2 separate regions of the Mus musculus genome follow, and region 1 is linked to region 2. The links are chromatin contacts, called in public HiChIP or PLAC-seq maps. All regions are on one chromosome and are shown on one strand. Each heading gives the region's core, a stretch centred on a gene start, on an enhancer-like site or on the middle of the called end of the contact. The rest is flanking DNA. Distances are from core to core; before and after follow the strand shown. Region 1 overlaps Gm11734 (predicted gene 11734). Region 2 overlaps Gm34128 (a long non-coding RNA gene).

Region 1 (5,159 bases), core at 1,286-3,785, 130 kb before region 2:
AGCTCCTTTACCTGTGGAGCCATCTCTCCAGCCCCATCCTTTTCTATTCTATCTTTGCTCAGCTGCTGTGTCTCACATTCCCACCTGCAGCACTCTCTTGAATCCTCTTCCCTCGCCCATACCAGTCCTTGTCAGCCTCGGTTCTGGCTCAGAAGGCTGTGGCAAGAGTGGCCCTTTCAAAGTTGATCTTTAACCCTTTACCTTTTATTAGTTGTATTTCTGTTTGGAAACAAGGTCTCCTTCAGCCCAGGCTAGCCTCATCACGTAGCTGAGGATGGCCTTGAACTTCCGATTCTCCTACCTTACCTCTAGGATTATAGATATGCACCACCACGGGCATCGAGACTTTTGCCTAGGTTTTGATCCAGGGTGCTGCCAAGAGGATGCTGCCAGTCATGCGGCACTGGACAGAGACAGGAAAAAGGGGTGGCTAGCAGAAGGACCTGTGTGTGTGTGTGTGTGTGTGTGTGTGTATATCCCCTCTATCCTTTGAATGAAGAGCTCTGGGGGAGCTCTCAGGGGCAGGATTGCTTGACAGAGACACAGGAGACAACATTGAAACGGTGATTTAGGCAGTCTTTGGGCATAGGGGATGCATTGGCGCTCCAAGCCCCATCTACTGTCAGCCACAGGCCTTTGCAGAGAATCCTGATTGAGCTTAGCTATGCAAAATGCATTTTTTTCTGAGGCCAAGTTGCAGACAAGCCGGCATCTCCTTCGGGTGTCCCCGTTTGGATGGGGGAGCAGGGAGGATTTTGTGGGCACAGCAATGCTGGTCTGGAAGCGGGAAATAGCTTTAGATTATCTACAAAGTGCTTCTTCCACCGTGGATAATGGAGAGGTAGCCACGCTTATTTAGAGCTACCCTCTTAGGGACAATCACTGGAAGGGGAGGGGTGGGGAGAAGGGTAGGGATGGAAATGGTGTATTACTGAGCCAGACTCAGACCGAGGAGGGGCTCAGTGGGGTCCTTAGCAGCTCCTTCTAGACATGGAGGCTGGAAGGGATCACCCCATCAGCATCAGACTCCACCCCATCAGCATCAGACTCCACCCCATCAGCATCAGACTCCACCCCATCAGCATCAGACTCCACCCCATCAGCATCAGACTCCACCTCTTTTGGTCTGCAGGAAGCCCCAGGACTCAGATCACTATTGGCCAAGACAGCATTAGCCCAAGGGCAGCCAACAATGCTTCTCTTTCTACCCCACTTTCAGCCTCATCCTTGTGAGGTGGATGAACTAGATATCCGTCATCCTCCTCCACAGACCCCAGGGCCCACCTCTGATCCAGGGTCCTGGATCAGAACTGGTTGGCCGTGCTCTCTCAGACTCTCTCAGGAAAAGTGTTCAGGGCAGGGATTGTGCTGGAGACTAGGAAACTGCTGGAAGGGCAAGGCAGAGTGCAGAGCTGGTCAGAGCTGGTGGGGATGAATCATGCTGGCTACAGGCACAAGTGCATGGAAAGTACCTGGAATTGTGCCTGCTTATGATGCTCCATCCCAGAGGCTCCTCCTCCTCCTCCTCCCCTCTTCCCCTTCCTCCCTCCCTGTCCCCTCCCCCTCCCCTCTCCGCTCCTTCCCCCTTTCCCTCTCCCTGGTCCCTCCCCTTCCTCTCCCCTCTCTTTGTCCCCTCTCCCTCCTTCTTTCCCTCTCCTTGCCCCCTCCTCTTCCCCTCCCCTCCCCCTTCCTTCCCCCTTCCTTCCCCTGGCCCTCTTCCTCCCCACTTCCTTCTTTATGATGCAGGGTCTCTAACCTAAAATTTACTCTGTAACCAAAGAGGACTTAGAACTTCTGATCCTTCTATTTGCCCCTCCTGGGTTCTGGGATTATAGGGATGAGCTACCAGGATGCTGGGGATTGAGCCCAGGGTCTCACACATAGTAGGCCAGCACTCTGGCTCCCCTGGCTCACTCAGGACAGGTTGTGGTTATTGAGAGCTAAGACCCTCTGGGTCTTCTGGGATGTCCAAGGCCACACACGAGGCCCTGGTGTCTCCAGGTTGGGGGCAGTCTTCTCTCGCTGGTCTGCACACTGGGGTTGAATCAGTCTTCCCTCCTTCCCCAAGCTGCTCAGAAGCCCTCTTCACAGCTGCCACCCACTTCATCATAGACACCCATCAATGAGCCAGCCAAGCCCATAAATTATTGTACAAACCACTCCAAACAATAACCACAATTTTACTTACTGAGCCATTAAATATACGTACTTAAATTAGACTTAACCAGACATCACGTGGGGACGTCTTGGGGCCAGGCAAACAATGAGTCTTGGGGGGAACGTGTCACCTTGTGTTTGCCCACCTCTCCCGTGAAATTAATGAGGTGCTTCAATTTAATCATTATTACCACTCTGGCTTTATTTAGCCAGTTAGCTGGGGTTGACCTGCCGTCTCAGTCAGCAGTGGCTTCCCTTTGCTGCCCTGGGCTGTCCTGACAGCCAGCTAGAGGTCAGTGGGAACTTGGATACTGAAGGGCTGCCCTGGTCCAGAGATGTGTTAATCTCATTGACAGAAGCTCTGTCTCCAGGATCCACAGAGACCCAGCTGTGGCTATTGAAGCTACCACGTGGAGGACAGAGTGCTGGCTCTTCCCAGATCCCCATGTCTGATGTGTCAATGAGCACATCTCACACACTCTTTCAGTGTCCTCCTAGTTCAGGCTGCCAACTGTCCCTTTGGTGTTAGCCATTTTACACCCTGTCTCTCTGTCTGCCAGATCAATTTGTAGAGAAGTTAAGTGTGGCTCATTCCCTATTCAGAGTCCTGTAGCTCCCACTGCTTATGGAGAACAAGCAGAGTGTGGTGGCCAGGGTGCCTCCTGCCTTCCTTAACCCCATCTCTCCAGCCTGTCTCGAACTTTACCAAGCACCAGCCACAGTGAGCCCTCCCACCCTCCACCCACCTCGGAGCCACACAGGTCTGGCATGTCCTCCCCTGTTCCATGTGCTTAGCTTTAAAACCCTTTAACACAGTGGCACCCACTTCCCACCTCTTCCAAGCACAGGGTGTCGGCCCAGTTCCTGCCTCCATCTGAAAACGCCTTCCTAAGCCTCCACACTGGGCACAATGCCTGAAGACAGCCCGGGCTGCCTCGTATCCCTCACGGAGGTATCTGCAGTGGGCAGTGTGCCCATGTGTCAAAGCACCCAGCACAGAGCCTGCCAAGCAGGAACAGACAGAGACATTCAGTGCCTGGGAGTGGCAGCGACCGACCGACCGGAAGCAGTGATCCTCAACCCTCTGCATCCATCTCAGCCTGGAGTCCCTCTCACTTTCAAGTGTTTGTGAGATAGATCCAGGCTGGCTGGGTTGGAGAAATCCATTATGTGGCCAGAGTGGAACCAATGCTTCCACTCTGTTTGTAGACAGGAAGGGACATTTGGTTATTGTTGCACATGGCTCAGAGGTCACCCAGTATGTACCAAGAAACTCCTGGGATCCAGAGTAGACCGTCCTTGGTGGCAATTCTAAGATGTAGCCTGGGACAAATCTGTGTATCCAAATGCTGGAGAGGGAGGGGAGAGGAGGGGAGAGGAGGGGAGAGGAGGGGAGAGGAGGGGAGAGGAGGGGAGCACCCCCAGGCTCACCAGGCTCAGTGGGTACTGCTGCCTATCTGTTGTGGGGAGTGCCCACTGCCAACTCCCTGCTAAGGCCACTAATAATCTTGAAAAAGGTGATGTGGAGGTGCCCTTGCTGCTTGTCTGTCCGTCTGTCTGCCTGTCAGTTGGTCAGACTGTCTCTAAGAACATGGCTAAGTGTCAAGAAATACAATGGAGGAGGTGTGTGCGCATGTCACAGCCTGTCCTTGTCTGAGAGTCAGGCCTGGAGAACACAAACAGTCACCAAAGGTTGCTAGCATGCCAGAGCTTCTGTGAACCGTGTCCTTATCCCCACGAGGTTGGGGGCACTCTGTCTGCTAGGGCACCAGTGGGCTTTTTCTGTGCTCCATGCAGCTCCCCCACACACAGGGCAGGCATCTGCATGAGGTGCAGCCTGGTCCACAGAGCAGGAAGTGCACGGTCAGCTGCCCATCTCCCAGCCTCAAATGGAATAAAAGAAGAGATGGGGTTAAGTGTAATCCCACTTTAAATTTTACTCAATATATCTGAAGCATATTTTATTTTATTCATTTGTGCCTATGGGTGTCAGGTAGCTAGTACGAGGGTTGCCAGTAAGGTAATTTTCTTTTTTTTTTTTTTAAAGATTTATTTATTATTACATGTAAGAACACTGTAGCTGTCTTCAGACACTCCAGAAGAGGGAGTCAGATCTCATTACAGATGGTTGTGAGCCACCATGTGGTTGCTGGGATTTGAACTCCGGACCTTCGGAAGAACAGTCGGGTGCTCTTACCCACTGAGCCATCTCACCAGCCCCAGTAAGGTGATTTTCTGGTGTGCTTATGCATCCAGCTTTTGAAATTGGTGTATACAGGGAGATGAGGTTCGACCGACACCCCCACCCCCACCCCATCTCGAGGTCTCAGGAGTTCTGGGTGGTGTGCTTTCTAGGGTTGGGCAGCTGTAGGCTGGGTGACATCGGGCAGTGCCCTGGTGGGTGCTCAGATTCTGAACTCAATAGCTTGACATTTCTTCAATTAAGCTCCGAGAAGCAGGTAAATGTTGAGGCAGGAGCAGGTCAGCCTAGTGCCAGTCAACTCCCCTGAAAAACATCTACAGGACGTCCAGGAGAAGGACTGGCTGGTCTCTGTGTCACAGATGCCATTGGTCAATGCTAAATTATGCAGGCTCAGCATAGGCATCAGGGACATATTATTTATCAGTGCCAGGGACACAAAGAAACCTTAGAATAAGGAGCCTCTGGCCAAGGACACCGAGAAGGCAGCTCTTCCCCTGAATTACTGGGGAGACGGGCTGGGATCCTAGGATGCTGGTCTGCCAGGATTCAGGAATATGACCATACAGGAATGCCCGGGTGCAGGGATACAGAGATGCTGGGATACCAGGACACAAGGGTGCTGGGGACACAGGGGTACTTGGACACAGGGATACTGGGATCTAGGGATGCTGTGATAAAGAGAAATGGGGATGCTGGATTCAGGGATGCCAGAGTGTCAGGATATGTGGGTGTTTGTATGCTAGAACTCTGGGGATGCTGGCATATAGGGATGCTATGATAGAAAGAAATGAGAATCCCG
Region 2 (5,690 bases), core at 807-3,306:
TTGCTCTTCTAGGCTTTTCTATAGTTTCTGGGGTTTTTCCCCCCTCTATACACATAGATATTCCTTGGATAATGTGCAATCAAATGTTTGTTTTATAAACAAAGCGTAGGGGCTGGAGAGATGACTCTGTGGTTAAGAGCACTGACTGCTCTTCCTGAGGAGCTGGTTCGGGCCCCAGCACCCATCTCAGGTGGCTGACAAAGCTTTGTAACTTCAGTTCCAAGCAGCCTGGTGTCCTCTTTTGACCTCCCTGGAGCCAGGCACGTGTGTGGTGCACATGCACACAAACAGGCAAGCGAAACACCCACGCGTAAGACATAAATCTTTTAAAGGCAGAGACGGTGCTTTGATGGCACAGGTCCGTTCCCACCACACAGCAAGCGCGTACCATAGGCAGGTAGATTCCGTTCCACCCACTACAACACCCAGGGAATCTTCCAGAACCCACTGGGCCCTGTAAGATGCTTCCAGACCCAGGTGAAAGTGTTAGATCTGACATCAGAGTAGACAAGGGGGCAGGGGAGGGGTTGCCTGGTTGTCCCCAGCATCTTACCTGTCCCAGATGGAATGTCTGGGCAGGGTAAACAGAATAGGAAAACTGAACACCAAAAAGGAAAAGGACTCATGGGCACACCTATCCCCAGCCTCATCATGGTACCGAGCACCACAATATCCCGTTTCCTTTGCTTCCCCACCCAGAACATGCCAGGGGTAGGCAGGTGGGTAGCAGGCAAAGGATGGGTAGAGGCTGGGAGGAGCGTTTGAAGGCTGCACCCCCAGCTGTGTTAACTTCCCGCGCACCCACATCTCTAAGACAGAGATCTAACAGCATAGAGTAACAGGATGCTGAGGGTCCGGGCAGTGGGATCCCTATGTGCGCAGCGCCATCATCCTTCCTCAGGCACTTCACTGAAACGGTCCAAACCCAGCTCCAGCTTCTGACCCACACTGTGTAGCAGGCACCTGATTTTGCACTGCCACCAAGTCCCCATGCAACTGCCAGTTGGGTACCCTTCTTACTATGGGAGATGACATAGACCCAGAGCCAGAAAGCCATCAGCCTCACCGGCAGCTGGAGCTGGGCAAGGAGTTGACCAGGTTAATCAGTTCAGGTTTCCCCTCCCCCACCCCCACAGGGCAATCTGAGTCAAGGGTGGAGGAGAAGGAGAAGGGTGGGTACCCTTCATCGCCCTGGCTTTTGTTTCTCAGGGATGCTGGTGCCCACGGATGATGGTACCCTTCCTGGCGCCTCCCCCCTTCCGGAGTTCATCCGCATTCCTCTTGCTTACAAACACCTGGAGCGTCTGCGAATAAGCTAAGGTCTAGAAGTGGGGGAGTTTATCACAGTTAAGTCGGTGGCGGGAAAAGGGGGGGGGGTGTGTGGAGAGGGAGGCGGCGGGGATCAGCAAAGATTAGTGAATTATTCACACCTCTCCATCAGGACGCTGCCTCCCCTTCTACTCAAGAGCACGTATCAACACCCTTCTATTTTGCCGTCCATTTTGAAAGGAGGCAAGGGAGGGGGGATAGCATAATGTTTAATTAAGAAATTAAGCCACTCCTTTCCTAAATATTCAATTCAGGAAGGGGGAGGGGAGAGGCCAGCCAGCCCAAGAAAATGGTTTTTATCACCAGGAGAGGAAAAAAAAAAAAAAAAATCCGATGCCCAAAATAGCCCCATGGTTGCCCTAGCAACTAGCATATGCTCCCCCTCCCCCTCCCGTCCGCCTTTGCATACGGCTGCATATTTCTATCATCTCCCTTGCAGGCACAGTTCATAAACACGGCGGCATAATAAAGAACGTTATCGCCGATGACTTACGGCCCAGCTGCGCCCAGCCAGATAGCAAGTGGCGAGCCAATACAATTTCATGCAGCGAGGGCCACAGATAGATGGGGTGCCCTTCAAGCGCGATGCTACTTCTGTGAGTCAATCCAGATTCGGAAATAAAGTTGGTCTCGCCCTCTTCCCCATCCGCCAGAGACAAAGCAGGCCTGGCTGATGCCCGGGAGTCTCATTAGGGCCGGAACAAGCTCGCCCTGAGCCCTGGATTAGCCTGCCAGACTTCTGAGCAGCGCTCTGCCTGTGCCTCCCGCCTCTGCCTTGTCAAAGGGCCCAGCCTGGGATGGATGAGGGTCTGTTTGAATTAATTATCCTCTCTTCAGGAGGATTACTGCTCGCACGCGCGCGCCGGAGGGGGGGGTAGGGGGGGGTGTCCCATGGCTATGGTGGGGGTTGGAGCAGGCTCCACACACCCAGCCAGGATCCTGGGGGGGTGCTAGGGGAGGGTGTTAATCGTGGGGACTCTCTGCTTTCTAGAAGGGCTAATGCAAGGGCCCTTGAGAACCACTATGTCCAGGGAGATTTCTCTGAATTAGGGACAGTTTGTTTTTTGGGCTTGAAACCTTCTTCATAAAACGGCTTCTCTTCCTGGGTCCAGGCCAGGCCAGAGGTTTGGTTTACCCCTGAATAATCAAAGCAGAGGTCTTGCACGATGGAGGAAGGATCTGCTCCACAAGAGGAAAGAGTGCAGGCTGCAGGGCTCTGGGGGCTAATGGACGAGGACAGAAGGGAGGGTCAAGGGCAATTTTAGTCCTTGCAGGAGCCTGCTGAACTAACCGGCCACCTCCACCCATCCCCCACCCTTACCCCCTCCCACCCGCTTGCCGCACAGAATACATACACGGAGAGATCAGCTCATCTCACCCTGCCCTGGGAATCCCCTAGTGTTCCTTTACCACCCAAGTAAAGGGTCCCTGCCAAGCCACTCCCTAGCCAAGTTAGACAACTGGAGTAAGTGTAGGCTGGGACTGCTGGACCCCAGGTAAATCAGGGAGGCAGGTTTGGTTGGCACTACCTCTGGGCCTGGGTACCATAGAGTCCAGACAGGGACAGGATGCAGTAGCCAAGTCCTCAGGACCAGGCCACAGTGGAATGAAGGCAGCCAAGGAGCTCTGGGAGAGTTGGGGTTAGGAGAGTTAGTGGGGGAACAGCCCTGGAAGACCCAAGCAGGACCCTAGCACCCAGGCAGCCTTGCTAGGCCACAGGCAATGCCAACTAAGGAGCTATATAAGGGACGAGCCAGGCAAAGCCAGTTGGGTCACAGAGGGGAGGCCAGGCAGGGATGAGGCCCATGAGCCTCCCCTGCACAAGGCCTCCTGGAGTGTCCTGTGATCTGGCTGCCAGGTCAGCAGTACTTTATGTATACAGCATTGCCTCTGGGTGACAGGACCTGGTCAGTTGAGTGACAATGGGTGTCAGAGGGGAAGACATGGAGGCCTGGTTTTTGGGCTGTCCAGACATACCCAAGGTGACTGGGAGTGTGTGTGTGGGCGAGTGTTCTCCGACCTCTACTGCTGAGCTACAGAAAGCAAGAAGAGAAAGCTACCCCTCTTTATCCTTCACCCCAGTTCTCCCTCTCGGAGCCCTTCCCCAGGTCCTATGGAGTTTCAGATATGCACATATGTCTATATAGAGGCAAAAATAGCATGGCATTAAAAACGACCATTTTAGCTAGGCACCGGGAGGCAGAGGCAGGCAGGTTTCCAAGGGTTCCAGGTTAGCCAAGAGTACGAAGCAAGTCCTTAACAAACAAACAAACAAACCAACAAACAATACAACCAAAAATAAACAAACACAATTGAAAATAGCAATTCAATGCCATTTAGCTCACTCACAATGTTGGGCAACCAAAATCTCTATCTTGTTCTAGATCTTTCTTTTCTTGGTGCTAGGGACAGAACTGAGGGCCTTTGCTACACAAGGCAAGCCTTCTACCACAAAACTACCATCCCAGCCCTCTAAACCTCCTTCATGTCCATAAAAGGAAACAGCTAGAGTTTGGGCTCTGTGTCCTGCAGAGGCGTGTGTGTGTGTGTGTGTGTGTGTGTGTGTGTGTGTGTGTGTGCACGTGCATGGCTTGGTCCCCAGGGTGTCATCTCTGTGGACTTGAGCTTTGTGAGGGTTACTGGTTCACAGAGCTTTCTATTTCCTGATGAGGTAGGCACATGGCTTTTAGGCCTCTGTTGGGGATGCCAGGGAGAATTGTGGGAGCCTGTGGCAGAACAAACCGCTTGTCTTGTAAAACTCTGGCGAGCCTTAGCTTACTGGGGACTCCCTGAGTGAATGATGCAGAGCCAGGAATCAATGCAAAAAGCAAGAGGAATTTATTGTTCCAACATGTTGGGGTCACTCTGCACATGGAGAGAAAACTACCATGCGCAGCCCTTCGAGCCTTTATACAGTTCTCCAGGCAGCAGCCATTAGGCACAATGAGGAATATAATCAGCTCCTCCCTTCCGTGTGTGTGTGTGTGTGTGTGTGTGTGTGTGTGTGTGTGTTTGTGTGTGTGCCTATATTCTTTGCGACTTTTCTCTTCCAGGAGGGGAGGGGTCCGGTGGAATTTTCTAAAGTTCCTGAGCTGACCTCTTCAGTCTCATGGCTGGAAGCACAGGAGGCAGATGGTCCTACGACCCACAGTCCTTTTTGGGGTACACCCTTCATGGACTTTGGAAATTTCCAGCTTTTCCTCCACTCTGCTAAAAGCAAGAAGAGACGGGCACCAAGGATGGAAGGGTTTGCAGACACACTCAGCATCAGATCCGCTGCTGCTTCAGAACAGAGTTAGGGAAGAGGGACCCCAAGGCACCTCACCCTCACCTGTCCCCTCCTGTGTGAAAGGACAGGGCTCAGTGGGGCACACCTGCAACACAGCACTGGGGACCAGAGCCAGGAGGATGGCTGTGAATTTGATGCCAGTTTGGGCTATAGGTGAATACTAGTCCAGTGTGAGCTGCGTAACAAGATCCTGTCTCAACACAAAACACCAAAGAAGAAGAAAGCCCAGCAGGGAGGGCAGCTTCGTTTTCTTCCCATGGCAAAGGAGGTTTGTGACCCCTGCTCTCATCCAGAACAAAGCAGACTAGACCTTGCATTCTGCAGACAGTGCGGGTCTGTAGGATAGAAAATTCACAATTATTTCCTCTGTCTCTGGAAACCTTCACCCCCACCTCATAACACTCACAGGCCTCAACACTCAGGCCTCAGAATATACTGGACCATACGTGGAGGGAAATACTGCTGAGAAATGACACCGAGACTCTGCCCTCTCTGCCTCCATGTCATCTCAAGCCAGAGACCTGCTTCTTCTCTGTCATTCTCCAAGGCGCAGAGCATCTAGTCCCAGCCACTCCCAACTCCCATCAGTAGCTGAGCCTCCAGGCCAGCCTTTGTGCCTTTGTCATCTCCAGTGGGGGTGAGACACACCAACCTCCACTGCAGCCCTGTATTAGAGTAGAGGGTGAGGCATCGTGGCCCCAGAGAAGGAGGCTGGGATGATTGGTACAGTGGATTCCCAGCTACCTCCCTTCAGTGAGCTGTTTATAAAAACAGGCAGCCTCACATTTCTTCTCTGATCAGACAGAATCCCCTCATGCTGCGGTCCAGGGCTCTGTGCTCTTTTGGTGTGTCCTTCGCTGCCACACTTCCTTGTGCAGTGAAGACCCTGCCCTAAGATACCCTTTGATCCTGCCTCCAAGCAGGGTGAGCATGCTGCCCTGGGTATGGGGAATAAGGGGTGTCCGCTGCACATCCCGGGCTATGGTGAGTGCCAAGAGGAGGGAAAGGCTCCTGGACCCTCCTGGGGGGTGAGATAGATTTGCTTGCTTGTTTGTTTATTTGTTTATGTGCT

The links. HiChIP or PLAC-seq counts read pairs in DNA pulled down with a chosen protein or histone mark.
Region 1: a contact with region 2 is called in an H3K4me3 HiChIP or PLAC-seq map of forebrain, with 4 times the contacts expected there. The contact joins two enhancer-like sites. A contact is called at or near these places in 5 of 484 Hi-C or Micro-C datasets (the N1E-115 cell line, cerebral cortex, embryonic stem cells and 1 more), 8 of 115 datasets of contacts at active chromatin or transcription factors (craniofacial prominence, embryonic basal ganglia, embryonic forebrain and 5 more) and 1 of 9 other capture datasets (embryonic stem cells).

The regions. Positions count from the first base shown.
Region 1 is chr11:117,533,052-117,538,210 of GRCm38.p6, reverse strand. Gm11734 (predicted gene 11734) reads right to left here. Exons shown (of 7, transcript NR_167774.1): 7 at 4,092-4,326. Among named protein-coding and RNA genes, the nearest start is that of Gm11734, 12 kb to the right of the region's middle. Within about 2 kb of position 2,535, at least 106 of the 459 cell types and tissues checked have an H3K27ac peak or open chromatin away from gene starts, as enhancers often do. A contact at or near this core is called in the N1E-115 cell line, cerebral cortex, forebrain and 1 more, where this site is marked.
Region 2 is chr11:117,404,122-117,409,811 of GRCm38.p6, reverse strand. Gm34128 (a long non-coding RNA gene) reads left to right here. Exons shown (of 3, transcript XR_880326.2): 2 at 1,210-1,320; 3 at 1,769-1,974. Among named protein-coding and RNA genes, the nearest start is that of Gm34128, 4.3 kb to the left of the region's middle. Within about 2 kb of position 2,056, at least 106 of the 459 cell types and tissues checked have an H3K27ac peak or open chromatin away from gene starts, as enhancers often do. A contact at or near this core is called in the N1E-115 cell line, cerebral cortex, forebrain and 1 more, where this site is marked.